Linked DNA regions of Mus musculus: all the other regions are linked to region 1. The links are chromatin contacts, called in public Micro-C and promoter capture Hi-C maps. All regions are on one chromosome and are shown on one strand. Each heading gives the region's core, a stretch centred on a gene start, on an enhancer-like site or on the middle of the called end of the contact. The rest is flanking DNA. Distances are from core to core; before and after follow the strand shown. Region 1 holds the start of Cbfa2t3 (CBFA2/RUNX1 translocation partner 3). Region 2 overlaps Acsf3 (acyl-CoA synthetase family member 3). Region 3 holds the start of 9330133O14Rik (RIKEN cDNA 9330133O14 gene).

Region 1 (3,999 bases), core at 996-3,495:
AGCCTTGCCAGCATTTCCAGATCTGCGTGTAGGAAGGAAAACGAGTTTCTTTCAGTCACGCAGAAAGGAGTATATGTGGAGCGCAATCAGAGAGATTTCCTGGAGGTGGTAACTCAATTACATGGATAACCCGGTAACAGAGGAAGAGCCAGACAAGGACCTGAGAGCTGCTTGGACCACCCAGCAGCCCCAGAGCATCCTGCAAGGAACTGTCCAGGGGTGTCTTCCATATGCCAGCTCAGGCTTGGCACACAGCAAAAGATGGTGGTGTGCCAGGTACACATGGCCCTCCCTTTCTCCCCTCTCATCAAGATCACAGTACCTCCCGGGAGGGTGGATTCCGCCAGAAAATCAGTCCTAACGTGATATTCTCCCTCCCCGTGTCTGTCTAGCTCCCGGGCAGCACCGAGCACCACATCTGTTCCTTCTGTTCGCAGGGTTCCTCCTTTCTCTGCTTTTCCCTCTCAATGCACAAGAGTGGTTGTGCCCCCCCCCCAAAAAAAAAACAGTCCCAAATAGCGGCATTTTCTCAGCTTGGTGCTCTAACTGTGGGCTCCCAGTGCCAACTGGGGACAGCCACATCTTCTGACTTCCGCCCTTCAGTGGACCAAGGTGGGGTGACATCATGACCCCAGTGTAGCCCCCATCAGGATCCCTCCATGCACAAGACCAGAAATCTCTCACAGGGCTTTCCTACTTCTTCCCAGGCCAGGAGCCAAGTGCATTCTGGCCGGGTATGGCTGAACTCTCTCAGACCAGCCCCTGGGGTCTTAGGGAGATGAGAGAGTCCCAGTCTTGAGAAGTTTCTGAAACCTTCCAGCAACTTGCAAGGGCAATGCCAGGGCAAAGTGACCGCTCCCTTTGTCTTCTGCCAGCCCCATCCTCTGAGTGGCTGCCTGGGAACCTCCTGTTTCTGAGCGCCGGGAGGAAGCACACACCCAGCCAGACATAATGAAGCCACATCCTGGCCTCAGGATAGGAGGGACGGGTGTGACAGTTACTGGGATCAACCCTACAAACAGGAGCATGAGATCGTCTGTTATTTTGAGGAATTGGGCTCTGAAAGTCAGCTTTAGCTCACATGATCAGATAGTTCTATTCATGGAGCAGGGGGGTAGGTCCAGCCAGCACTGTGGTCAAGAAGCCCAAACACACCAAGTTCAGGGCCATGAGTTGAAAGGCAGCGGCTCAAAGCCAGGAGCTGCCAGCCTGGCTGCCTTCTGCTCCACCTTAGTCAGCCCGACTCCGGCTGAATTCCCAGCCATCTGTCCCTCCGCGGTGCTCACACCTCCTCACACCTCCTCCCCGCTGTTCCCACAGCCTGGCTCTGGGCCTGCCCTACACACAGATGGACCGTTCCCAAAGCCTGTGAGAAGGATCAGAGCCGGAGGCTGTGCCTGCACCTGGCTGTCAGGACCCCAGGGAGGGCGGTCAGGATCCCCTCCCGACCATCAGGAAGGATGCTCAGCTCCATGGCCCTAATGGCTGATCCAGGGACCAAAATAAGAGGGGGAAGGGCTAGAGAAAGCAGCAGACCCTCTCCTGCCAGCACTATCTCCCAGGAAGGTTGCCCTCCCGCTACTCCAGTCAGTCCCGAGCCCTGTCATTCAGGCTACCAGTCTTTGTCAGGAGACCCGGCACCCCAGGGGGCGCTTGTGGGTGGTGGTTGGGGAGCCCATACTCCCCCACCGACTCAGCTCCTACCTAAAGATGAACCACACACACTCTGGACAGGTCAAGCTGTCTGCTCACCTAGGGTGGCTGCAACTCAGTCAAATGAGTGGGCAGAGTTGGCTCCACCCTGCCGTGGGCACGAACTTTGTAAAGTGGAGGGGCTGGAGAGGGGGTGCAAAGCGAGGACCCCCGGGACGGCAGCAACCGGCAAAGTAGGGTGACAGCGGCGGTGTTGAACAGGGCAGGGGCGGCACTTACGGTCTGGAGCTCCAGGGGACCGTAGCTCTCTCGCAACCCGGCTCCCGAAGTGGCTTTTCCTTCTCACTGGGTCGCCACCTCCATAACTTGGGGGCGATCCGTACGCTGTCTTCTCGCGCTGCGCGGGGCTCAGGCGCGCGGCGGGGTCGGGGCGCGCGGGGCGACCGCCTGGGCCATGCCGAGTGCGTTCGGCCCCCAGCGCGGGAACAAAGCCCGCACGCTGCCCGGGTGGTTTCGGCCTCGGCGGCCGCCGGGTCCAGCCGCCGTGCTTTCGGCTCTGCTGCCGCGCGCTCGCCCGCGCGTCTCACCGAGTCCCGCGGCCCCCGCCCCGCGCGCTCCGCCCCCGCCTCCCGCGCCCCGCCGCCGCTGCGCCACCTGCCTCCAGCCCGACGCCCATCGCGCTCGCTCCGCCCCGGGGCGCCGGCCGCCGGAGAGAGGCCCGGTTCCGTGCGCCCGGCGCCGCCCAATGCCCAGAGCGGCTCCCGCCTCCACCGCCCGGGTGGCCGAGGGGCCCCGGGACGCGCCCGGCGGACTTGGCTATGGGGTCCGACTCAGGACGTAGGGACCTCAGGAGCGCCAGGCCGCGCGTGGGACCCCCGTACGGATGCAGGAGAGCGGGGCCGTGGAGTGGGAACGGGCCGAGGAGTCCCAGCGCGTAGCCAGTGCGTGCGGCGCGGGGCAACCCGGTGCGGGGCGGACTCCTAGCTGTGCGCCCCCGCCCCGCGCAGGCCGCGCCCCGGGAGGGCGGGCGAGCTGAGCGCACCGCACACACCCACCTCGGAGCAGTCGCAGCCCGACGGCGTCGCTGCTCCCGGAGCCGCGGTGTCTACTCCGGGACGGGGAGGCGGGCGCCCCTCCTTCGGCCGCCGCACCCCCCCTCACCCCCTTCGCAAGCCCTTCGGGGTACCCGGGCCACCTGCGCGTTCTGCCGGCAGGGGGCGCGCTCCACCCGCCGCGCTCGGCCTTGGTCCCCAAGGCGCCAGGCGACCTGCGGCAAGTGGGCTCAGGATCCCGCTCTCCCCACTGCCATCGGGGCCGGCGTTCGCATATGCTTTGCATTCGTTTGCATATCATTCATTTTAATGTCAACCTGAGGAAAAGCCCCCAGCCGCTGCTTCTGCTTGTCCGCGTCCTACTTTCTCTGCTTCCTCTGAGCCTGCTCCCCACCCACTTTACCCACTTTTCCTCGAGGCGCCTTGCGACAAGTCCCAGGCGTTCCTCCGGTTGGTACATTTGAGCAAACTCGCTGCACTTCCTTCCTTTCCCTTCCCAGTTTTTCACTCACTCACACTTTGCTTCTTTGAGACTAAGGAGAGACCCAGGGTCACCGCCTGCAGAGACAAGGGGCCAGAACTTCAGATCAGCGGGGGGGTGGGGGTGGGGGGGGCTTGATTTTCATCTCATTAGGCATACATCTGCATGTGAAGGATAAAAATCTAGCAATGTGCCAAAATTAAATAAATAAATAAGTAAAAATACCCTCCGTTTCTTTCCAGGCTTGCTGTAGTGGCTTGGTTTTCCCCAGTTGGGGTCCCTCTCAGGGGTTCACCTCTGCCTTCTTGAAAAAGCGTTCCTGCACGGTCCTCCTGGGGTGGGATCTGGGCTCCTTGGTTTCCCGGATCTCCCTCTGTGGAGGATGCTATCTAATCCTAGTCTGACACCTATAAAACTGTCCACATTTTCAGATCTCCCTGGCCACATGTATCAATCTTATAGAGGAGTGGAGGGTCCCGAGCCCATTTCACAGAGGAATGTGGATCTAGAAGAGTTGGCTATGTGGCTTGAGACCGCAAACTTTTTATCCCAGGCATATGGACACCAGCTGTGTGGCTGCTAGTGTGCTGTGTACACCGAGAAAGCAAAGGACAGTCCTCTTCAGAGATACTGTCGTGAAGAGTGGCCCCGGCAGAGTGGCCTCTCAGCAGACCTCGTAAGCCAGTCTCTGGGAGCTCAGCCTGAGGCAGGAGTGGGACCCTCAGCTTGAGCTGCAGGTTTACCCACCTCGTGCTGCTGGGTGGCATGTCTGTTTTGTGGTAAGTGGCCAGTGTGTGGCTTGAACTTAAGAAA
Region 2 (3,933 bases), core at 1,068-3,567, 130 kb after region 1:
AGCCTCTTCCTTGCCTGTTTGCCCTGGCTTCCCTGTCTTTAATTACTTTGGCCTTTGGTAATGGGATTGTACTGAACAGGCCAGGACAAGCTGGAGGCCAAAATGGGCTCACACTAACAAGTCAAAAGTCACAAATTAGGTGAATTTCTAAGGGACTGGTTCAAGACAAGTAGACTTATCAGGAGGCTGCTGGAGACTGACGCCCAGGAGACTCCTATGAAGGTCCCAGCCAGAGAGCGTGCAAGACATGCCAGGCAGGAGGGGTGCCAGGCAAAGGCACACTGATGCCAGGAGGAGGGCACGTGAGCAGCGTGAGATAACTGCTGGAGATCCCAGCCAGCAGGATCCTGCAGGGCCTCAGGGCCCTGGGAGCTTCCTTCTGAAACAAATGAAGCCTTCTCCCCAAGGGCACAGACAGAGTGAGGGCACAGAGAGGTAGCCTGACCAGAAAGAGCCAGCTTCCTGGTGCCCCAGTGTAGAGACAGCTCAGCCAATGAGCTAGTGTAACAGAGTTAGACTGCAGTCGTGGAAGATGGTCCTTACCCCCATGCCAAGTACAGCCTTCTGATGGTAACATCCCCTTCCTCCCAGAGTCGTGGTGGCCTGAAAAGGGTGTGGCCTCCTGCACTCTGCCTTGTGGATGCTATGAGCAGAACACAGGGCACTCTTTCTCACTCCCAGCCAAGAAAGGAAATTAAGGTAGTCAAGTTCCTTCATTCAGTCCCCAGAGATAGCCTAGACCCCAGCACAGTGAGGCCGCAGGGCACATCTAGAATAGTTCCTGTGTGGACACTGATGTTCTTAGTTCCTGTATGAAGGCACTGATGTTCTTAGTTCCTGTATGGAGGCACTGATGTTCTTAGTTCCTGTGTGGAGGCACTGATGTTCTTAGTTTCTTTATGGAGGCACTGATGTTCTTAGTTCCTGTATGGAGGCACTGATATTCTTAGTTCCTGTATGAAGGCACTGATGTTCTTAGTTCCTGTATGGAGGCACTGATGTTCTTAGTTCCTGTGTGGAGGCACTGATGTTCTTAGTTCCTGAATGGAAGCACTGATGTTCTTAGTTCCTGTATGGACACTGATGTTCTTAGTTCCTGTGTGGAGGCACTGATGTTCTTAGTTCCTGTATGGAGGCACTGATGTTCTTAGTTCCTGTATGGAGGCACTGATGTTCTTAGTTCCTGTATGGAGGCACTGATGTTCTTAGTTCCTGTATGGAGGCACTGATGTTCTTAGTTCCTTTATGGAGGCACTGATGTTCTTAGTTCCTGTATGGAGGCACTGATGTTCTTAGTTCCTGTATGGAGGCACTGATGTTCTTAGTTCCTGTATGGAGGCACTGATGTTCTTAGTTCCTGTATGAAGGCACTGATGTTCTTAGTTCCTGTATGGACACTGATGTTCTTAGTTCCTGTATGGAGGCACTGATGTTCTTAGTTCCTGTATGGAGGCACTGATGTTCTTAGTTCCTGTATGGAGGCACTGATGTTCTTAGTTCCTGTATGGAGGCACTGATGTTCTTAGTTCCTGTATGGAGGCACTGATGTTCTTAGTTCCTTTATGGAGGCACTGATGTTCTTAGTTCCTGTATGGAGGCACTGATGTTCTTAGTTCCTGTATGGAGGCACTGATGTTCTTAGTTCCTGTATGGAGGCACTGATGTTCTTAGTTCCTTTATGGAGGCACTGATGTTCTTAGTTCCTGTATGGAGGCACTGATGTTCTTAGTTCCTGTATGGAGGCACTGATGTTCTTAGTTCCTGTATGGACACTGATGTTCTTAGTTCCTGTATGGAGGCACTGATGTTCTTAGTTCCTGTATGGAGGCACTGATGTTCTTAGTTCCTGTATGGAGGCACTGATGTTCTTAGTTCCTTTATGGAGGCACTGATGTTCTTAGTTCCTGTATGGAGGCACTGATGTTCTTAGTTCCTGTATGGACACTGATGTTCTTAGTTCCTGTATGGACACTGATGTTCTTAGTTCCTGTATGGAGGCACTGATGTTCTTAGTTCCTGTGTGGAGGCACTGATGTTCTTAGTTCCTGTATGGAGGCACTGATGTTCTTAGTTCCTGTATGGAGGCACTGATGTTCTTAGTTCCTGTATGGAGGCACTGATGTTCTTAGTTCCTGTATGGAGGCACTGATGTTCTTAGTTCCTGTATGGAGGCACTGATGTTCTTAGTTCCTGTATGGAGGCACTGATGTTCTTAGTTCCTGTATGGAGGCGCTGCTGTTCTGCCACAGATCAAGTAAGGACCCAGCACAGTGCCCTGGAGCAAAAGCGACTCATCCTGTGTGGCTGACTGGCCATGGGGAAACCAGATACTGCTTCTGTCACCATTGGGAAACCCCAGCATCAGGGTCCTCTCTAATCCACTTTCATGCACTCTGAATTCCAAATCTTTGTTTTTATGAGGACATTCATTGTGTCCCCTTGAATACTTTCTGTCACCTCTGTCTGGAAGTCCCCTTGTCAGCAGCATTATTGGGAGGAAGGAGTTAAGAATTGAGCCTCTGTTATAAATGCACCTTCAAGCCCCCTTGACTTGCTATCTTTTCTAAGCTAGTGATGTGTTGCCTAGTGATCTGTCCCACAGAAGCCCCTCCGTGGACAACCATAGTGACCACACCCAGGTTCTCCCTCCGCCTGACGCCATGCAGCCTACAGCTCACAGTTCCCTGCAGCTTGCCAGACCTTGGCACCAGCATCTGTGCTGGCCCTTCCTGCCTTTGCAGGCAAGGACACCCAGTGGCCTAGACAGAGCAGTTTTCTCAAGCCTCAGAAAAGACGTGGACCGTGTGCTGGTGGAGGTGCTGATAGCGGACCTCAGCCCTGCATCAGACTCTGCCATGAACAGGACTGTTCAGCAGAGTGGAATCCAGTCATCCAAGTAAAGATGGGGGCCTGGGCTGCCAGTGCTTTGTGTGCTGACATCTGAGCGGAGCACTGCGAAAGCCCGCGCTCTATCAACCTGCCTGTCACCTGGGGACAGGCACCAGCTAGAGAGATTTATAGAGGCTGTCTGCAAGGCCAGGGTTCATGAAGGCTAAGCACACCCCCAGTGGCTCGGACTCCTCTGTCAGCATCGTCAGAGCTCAGAGCACGCTAGGATTGAGGTCTTGCAGGCTCTACGAAATCGCGAGCTGTAAGCAGCATGGAATCGGCAGAGGGAAACCCCCGGTGTGGCCTTATTAGTTACAGAGTTGTTGTATAGACAGAGTGTGAGGTAACACTTCACAAGCTTAGAGAGGACGGCACCTCATGGAGCTTTGAGGGTGAGCCAGAACCTGGCACTCAGTCTTAACTCCTCTCTCCCAGCGCTGCCAATAGGTAGCCTGACCCTGGCACCCATCATTGCCATGGGCTGTGACAGTCCCTCATGCTCATGCACTGTCCCCAAACCCTGACAGTGAGGCAGAATCTGCCAAGAGGTCAGTCTGTGCCCAGCGGTGCCCGGATCTCTTTCCTCAAGAGAGAAAAGCGCAGCGTGGGGCACGGCCCCAGATCAAGAACCCACATGTGCAGAATCCCTTGTCCCAAGGCTTCTCACCAGATCAAACTTAACAGCGTGGGGCCTGGGGCGAGAGTATGGAGCTTTGTAGTGGGCAGTATGGTATCTCCTGCAGGTCCAAAAAGAGAAGCCACGTTCAGGGCAGGGCAGTGGCTCAGCTCTGCTGCACCTTAGAGGGAGTGGAGACCCAGGGAGCAGCATCAGAGAGCTTCCTGCTAGGACCCTCAGTGCAGGCTGCCACCTCACTGTCTCATGCGGAGACAAGCAACCTGATGCTTACAGCAGGAGATGCCGATGGAAGACGAGCTTCCCAGGCCGAAGGACACAGCTGGACCCAGAGCTACAGCAGGAGTGGGAAGGACAAGTCCTGTATGCCCCAAAGGTAGAGGGTCCCTTAGGACCCAGGACAAGACCTG
Region 3 (4,060 bases), core at 94-2,593, 230 kb before region 1:
TAAATCTTTGGGCCAGAGAGAGCTGGGGTTGACTGGAGCAAGCAAAGGTACTAAATTCAATCCCCAACAACCACATGAAGGTTCACAACTATAATGTACTCATATACATTAAATAAATTAATTAAATCTTAAGGGTTGGCGTAGCACTGGTGGGAATACCAGCTGGGTACTGCCACCCCAGGGAACCCACAGATCATTAACAGAATGAAGAACTGACTCTTGTTCTCCCAGAGCTGCCAGGGCATTCTTCCTAGGAAGGATGAAAGTTCACACCAAAACCTGCCCATAAATGTGGCAGCAGTTTTCCTGGTAACAACAGAGCCCCTGTTCTAGGGCCTAAGCAACAGTGGGCAATGAAATCCTGCTGCGTCCACCTGGATAATCCTCGGGAAGAGCGTGCGTACTGAAACGAGCCAAACTCAAGAATCTACAGGCTGCGTGGATCCACTTCTAAATGACCACGGTGGAAGGAAGAGCAGAGGGAGACTGGGGTGAGAAGCCCTGGTCCCGGCAATACCTCCCCAGTTTACAAGTGTCACCAGGGAGGGAGGAAGATCTGCCCCTCACCAGCGCCCCTCGGATCCCTGCATGGCAACGCCCCCTTCATCCCTGAGCTACCCTCCCAGCCTTCTCCAGCCCAGCTACTCCAGATCCGGGACATTGGTCTTTCCCTCCAGCCCTAGGACCCTGAATCCCGGCAGCAGTGACCCTCATCTCCAGCCCTGTGCACATCGATCCCGGCACCTGTGCCCCGGTCTCCAACTCCCAGGCTCCCCGATCCTGGTTGTAGTAACCCCCATTTCCACCACTGTGCCCATGGATCTGACGGTGGCGAACTTCCCCCTCATTCCAGCCTGGAGGATCCCCTTTCCAGCCCAGCTACTCTGGAACCCGACCCTCGAGCCCAGGGGTCCCAGTGACTACAGCCTCCAGCTCTATGCCCCGATCCCGGCCGAGGTGACTGTTGTCTCCAGCACTCACAGTACTTGATAACTGCGATGTTGACCGGCGCCGTGCAGGTGACCATTAGGTCCTGAGGCTTTTCTGAGGCCATAACTGAGATGCTGGAGTCCCGAGCTAGAGAGCCCAGCACCGATTACCCGGTGTCTACAGACTCACGCGCTGCCATATGATTGGCCCGCTGGCCGGGCTTTTCCCGTGCTGTCCAATAGGCGACAGGCCGAGCCCATGATCCACTTTTTAGCCTATGGACAGGATCGAATGATGTGCGGCTGACACTGAGCCCGCCCCCGGTGCCTGCAAGCTCGTGGCTGCGAGCGAGAGGCGGGGTCCGCTCAGGGAGTGGAATCTACGCATGCGCAGGAGGTGGTATCTGCGCAGGCGTAGGAGGCCTCCTTCTTACAAAGGTTCCTCCTTCTGGCACAAGCACCACTGGATAGCCTGAGTGACCGTCGGGACAGCGGGGCCATCTGCTGCTGAAACAGCGGAGCTGAAAAAGGATACGCATCTAGCCTCTACGCTGCATGAAAAGCTCACTAGACGGTGAATCCGGAGGGATCCGCAGCCCAAGGTCGCGCCCGAGCCCCACATCCTGGAATCTTCTACATTCACAATCTGACTTCTCTTGTCACAACCTCCAGTCTCCTGGTCCCACAGTCTGGGGTCTCACAGCTTGCCTGAGGTGTCCAGCCGCCGCGCCGGCGGATGTACTGCATCCGAGATGGGCATTTTCTCTCCCAAGCTCCACACAAGCAAGAATTTTGTCGTTTTTTTTTTTTTTTTTTCCGTAGCTGAAATGGATCGGCACATTTCTGTGTCATTCTTACGGTACAGTTTAGTGACCTTTAGTATATTTACTTGATACAACCGTCACCTCTGTTTCCAGAACTAACCATCCATTCTCCAACAGAAACAGATACAACTTCCTGGTTCCACCTCCTGTAAAATCGTGGCTGTTGAATGGCTTAGAGTTCCGAAGATGTGCGAGCACACGATACCCACCCAGGCCACCAGTTCTGTTCCTAGGAGTGTGGATGGTACCTAATCCTTTCACAGCCTTCTGGCTGACATTTTCTACACAGTGAATGGGAGTTGCTTTTTTTTTCCATGCTGCTTTTTCTACGTCTGAGTTTCTTGGACACTTTCCAGCTGCACACCAAAACAGCTTCCTTGTTTGTCTAGACCGTCGGTAATTGACTCAAGCCGTCCCCCTTGGAAGCCATGCACCGGACTTTCCTTGCATTGTGTATAAGAGTGCTTGCGTAGATTCCTAGAAGTGGATGAACCAGCCAAGCAGCTATGTGCCTGGGGCGATGTTGATAGCTGTTGGCCGGCTGCCATCTTGGAAGCTGGATCGATTGCTCAGCTCTCTCTGCTAGAGCGAGAGTGTGTGAATAGGCCTTCTGCGCCACAGTAGACAGCCTGTCAGTCAGGCTGACAGCTGACCAATGGGAGTTCACTATTGTTTCCTTGTGGCTTGTGAGATGGCTCGTATTTTCAATTTCTCTTGCAATAACTTTTCTGCTTCATACACACACACACACACACACACACACACACACACACACACACCAGCAGAAAGGTGGTGTGTTTAATCCCAACACTCAGGAGGCAGAGGTCAGGTGGATTTCTGTAAATTCCAGGGCAGCCTGATCTACAGAGTAAGTTCCAGGGCTACACAGAAACCATGTCTTGAAAAAACCTAAATAAATAAACCCAAAGAAGAAGAAGGGGGGAGGATGTCTCTGTGAGTTCAAGGCCAGCCAGAAGTTCACTGTGAGATCCTGTCTCTAAAAAATAAAAACAATAAGTTAAAGAAAGAAGAGAACAATTAATTTACTCCGGAATGAATAGTTTCACCCATGGGTATTTTTGTACATTATCAGGTACAGAGACCAAGGTCACCTCATGAGCTGAAGGACACCAGTACCTGAAACCCCATATACTTTGAAGCTAAGAGTCAGTAGTAGGTCATCTCTCTACTCATCAAATGTTGTAAATGTCTGTCATGTTTGTGAAGTTCACTGTTAGGTCAGGGATACACACATGCATGAGACATGAAGGGAGGAGAGTCCACCAGGGCTGAGTGACCATCTGCTTGCACCTCAGAGCTTGGTCTGAACAGGCCAGCAGAGGGGACCAACGTGCAGCTGTGGTTCCCAGCCCAGGCACTGGGGACAGAAAACCTCTAAAAGCAACCTCAAAAGGGAGGATGCTGTTTGTGGATTTCTGTGCCCCTGTCGCTTGTCCCTTTGAACTCAGTTCCCTAGAGAAGTCTTCAGAGGTCAGAGTTGTTCCAGAGCACCTGGCCGGCCTGGGTAACCATAGAGACTGGTAGAGAGGTAGATTTCATCCAAGGGTTCTGGTTCCTTGTCAAAAACAAAAACAAAAAAAACAAGAAACAGCTCAGTGCAGGGCTGGCTGGCATGCGCAGCCAATCATGTGGGTGACTGTAGGCTGGCAGCTGTGTTTAGGGGGGCTAAGGTAGCAAAGGTCCGAGGGGAGGTTTGGGGCCTGGGCAGAACTAGGGGAGGAAGGAAAGTTGCATTGAGCAGAGGGGAAGGAGAAATGGTCGGGCCCACCCCAGGCTGGAATTTCCTTGCCCTGCCACAAGAAGCAAATCCCTTCCTTCCTCAGGCCGGGAGGGTCGTCACCAAGCCCTCCTCTGACCTGTGCGGGTTCCTGGGCACCAGCCCTCAGGAGTCATTGTTCCTTCCTTCCCGCTCCCCCTGGCTTGTTCTTTGCCTGGATTTTGGCCCCTGTCACTTGGCCCTGACAAATCAGGCCACTGCACTGGGCGACCTCTAAAGGCCCTCCTTTGTTTGGCCTCTGTGACCACAGCCCAACATGGCCTTTAAACAGGTATGCGCCAAACTTCCACATCTTCAGGAGTTAGGCAGCCTTACCTGAGCAGCCAGCCACTCCTTCCAAACAGCTGTATGCAATTCTGCCAAAAGTGCATGTAGCGTCACATCTTGGAGAGGAGCTGGAGTATTTGTGTGGGGAAGACTAGGGTGGGAGGTGTCCAGCTACATAGCCACAGCAGGGGACAGGGACTGGAGGTGGGGTGGGGTGGGGCATCATCTGTGCTGGGTGCAGA

What was found. Hi-C and Micro-C count contacts between places; a contact is called where the count stands out from the background. Capture Hi-C pulls out chosen DNA fragments and counts their contacts.
Region 2: a Micro-C map of the G1E-ER4 cell line shows a contact between it and region 1, with 5 times the contacts expected there. The contact joins the enhancer-like site here to the promoter of Cbfa2t3 in region 1. A contact is called at or near these places in 2 of 15 datasets of contacts at CTCF or cohesin (the G1E-ER4 cell line and stem cell-derived epiblast-like cells), 126 of 484 Hi-C or Micro-C datasets (the AML12 cell line, B cells, the C2C12 cell line and 76 more), 36 of 115 datasets of contacts at active chromatin or transcription factors (the HPC-7 cell line, T-cell acute lymphoblastic leukemia, VIP interneurons and 26 more) and 3 of 9 other capture datasets (adipose tissue, embryonic stem cells and liver).
Region 3: a contact with region 1 is called in a promoter capture Hi-C map of pancreatic islet. The contact joins the promoter of 9330133O14Rik here to the promoter of Cbfa2t3 in region 1. A contact is called at or near these places in 1 of 39 promoter capture datasets (pre-B cells), 2 of 484 Hi-C or Micro-C datasets (B cells and embryonic stem cells), 3 of 115 datasets of contacts at active chromatin or transcription factors (embryonic stem cells and pancreatic cancer cells) and 1 of 9 other capture datasets (pancreatic islet).

Annotation. Positions count from the first base shown.
Region 1 is chr8:122,675,930-122,679,928 of GRCm38.p6, forward strand. It overlaps Cbfa2t3 (CBFA2/RUNX1 translocation partner 3), which reads right to left and starts at 2,246. Exons shown (of 12, transcript NM_001109873.1): 1 at 1,933-2,246.
Region 2 is chr8:122,807,819-122,811,751 of GRCm38.p6, forward strand. The region is part of intron 7 of Acsf3 (acyl-CoA synthetase family member 3); the gene reads left to right. Among named protein-coding and RNA genes, the nearest start is that of Gm35466, 14 kb to the right of the region's middle. Within about 2 kb of position 2,318, at least 8 of the 459 cell types and tissues checked have an H3K27ac peak or open chromatin away from gene starts, as enhancers often do. A contact at or near this core is called in the G1E-ER4 cell line and cerebellum, where this site is marked.
Region 3 is chr8:122,442,313-122,446,372 of GRCm38.p6, forward strand. 9330133O14Rik (RIKEN cDNA 9330133O14 gene) reads left to right here and starts at 1,344. Exons shown (of 1, transcript NR_045696.1): 1 at 1,344-4,060. It overlaps Mvd (mevalonate (diphospho) decarboxylase), which reads right to left and starts at 1,110. Exons shown (of 10, transcript NM_138656.2): 1 at 982-1,110. The coding sequence starts at 1,054. It overlaps Gm20735 (predicted gene, 20735), which reads right to left. Exons shown (of 3, transcript NR_015497.2): 3 at 2,956-3,329.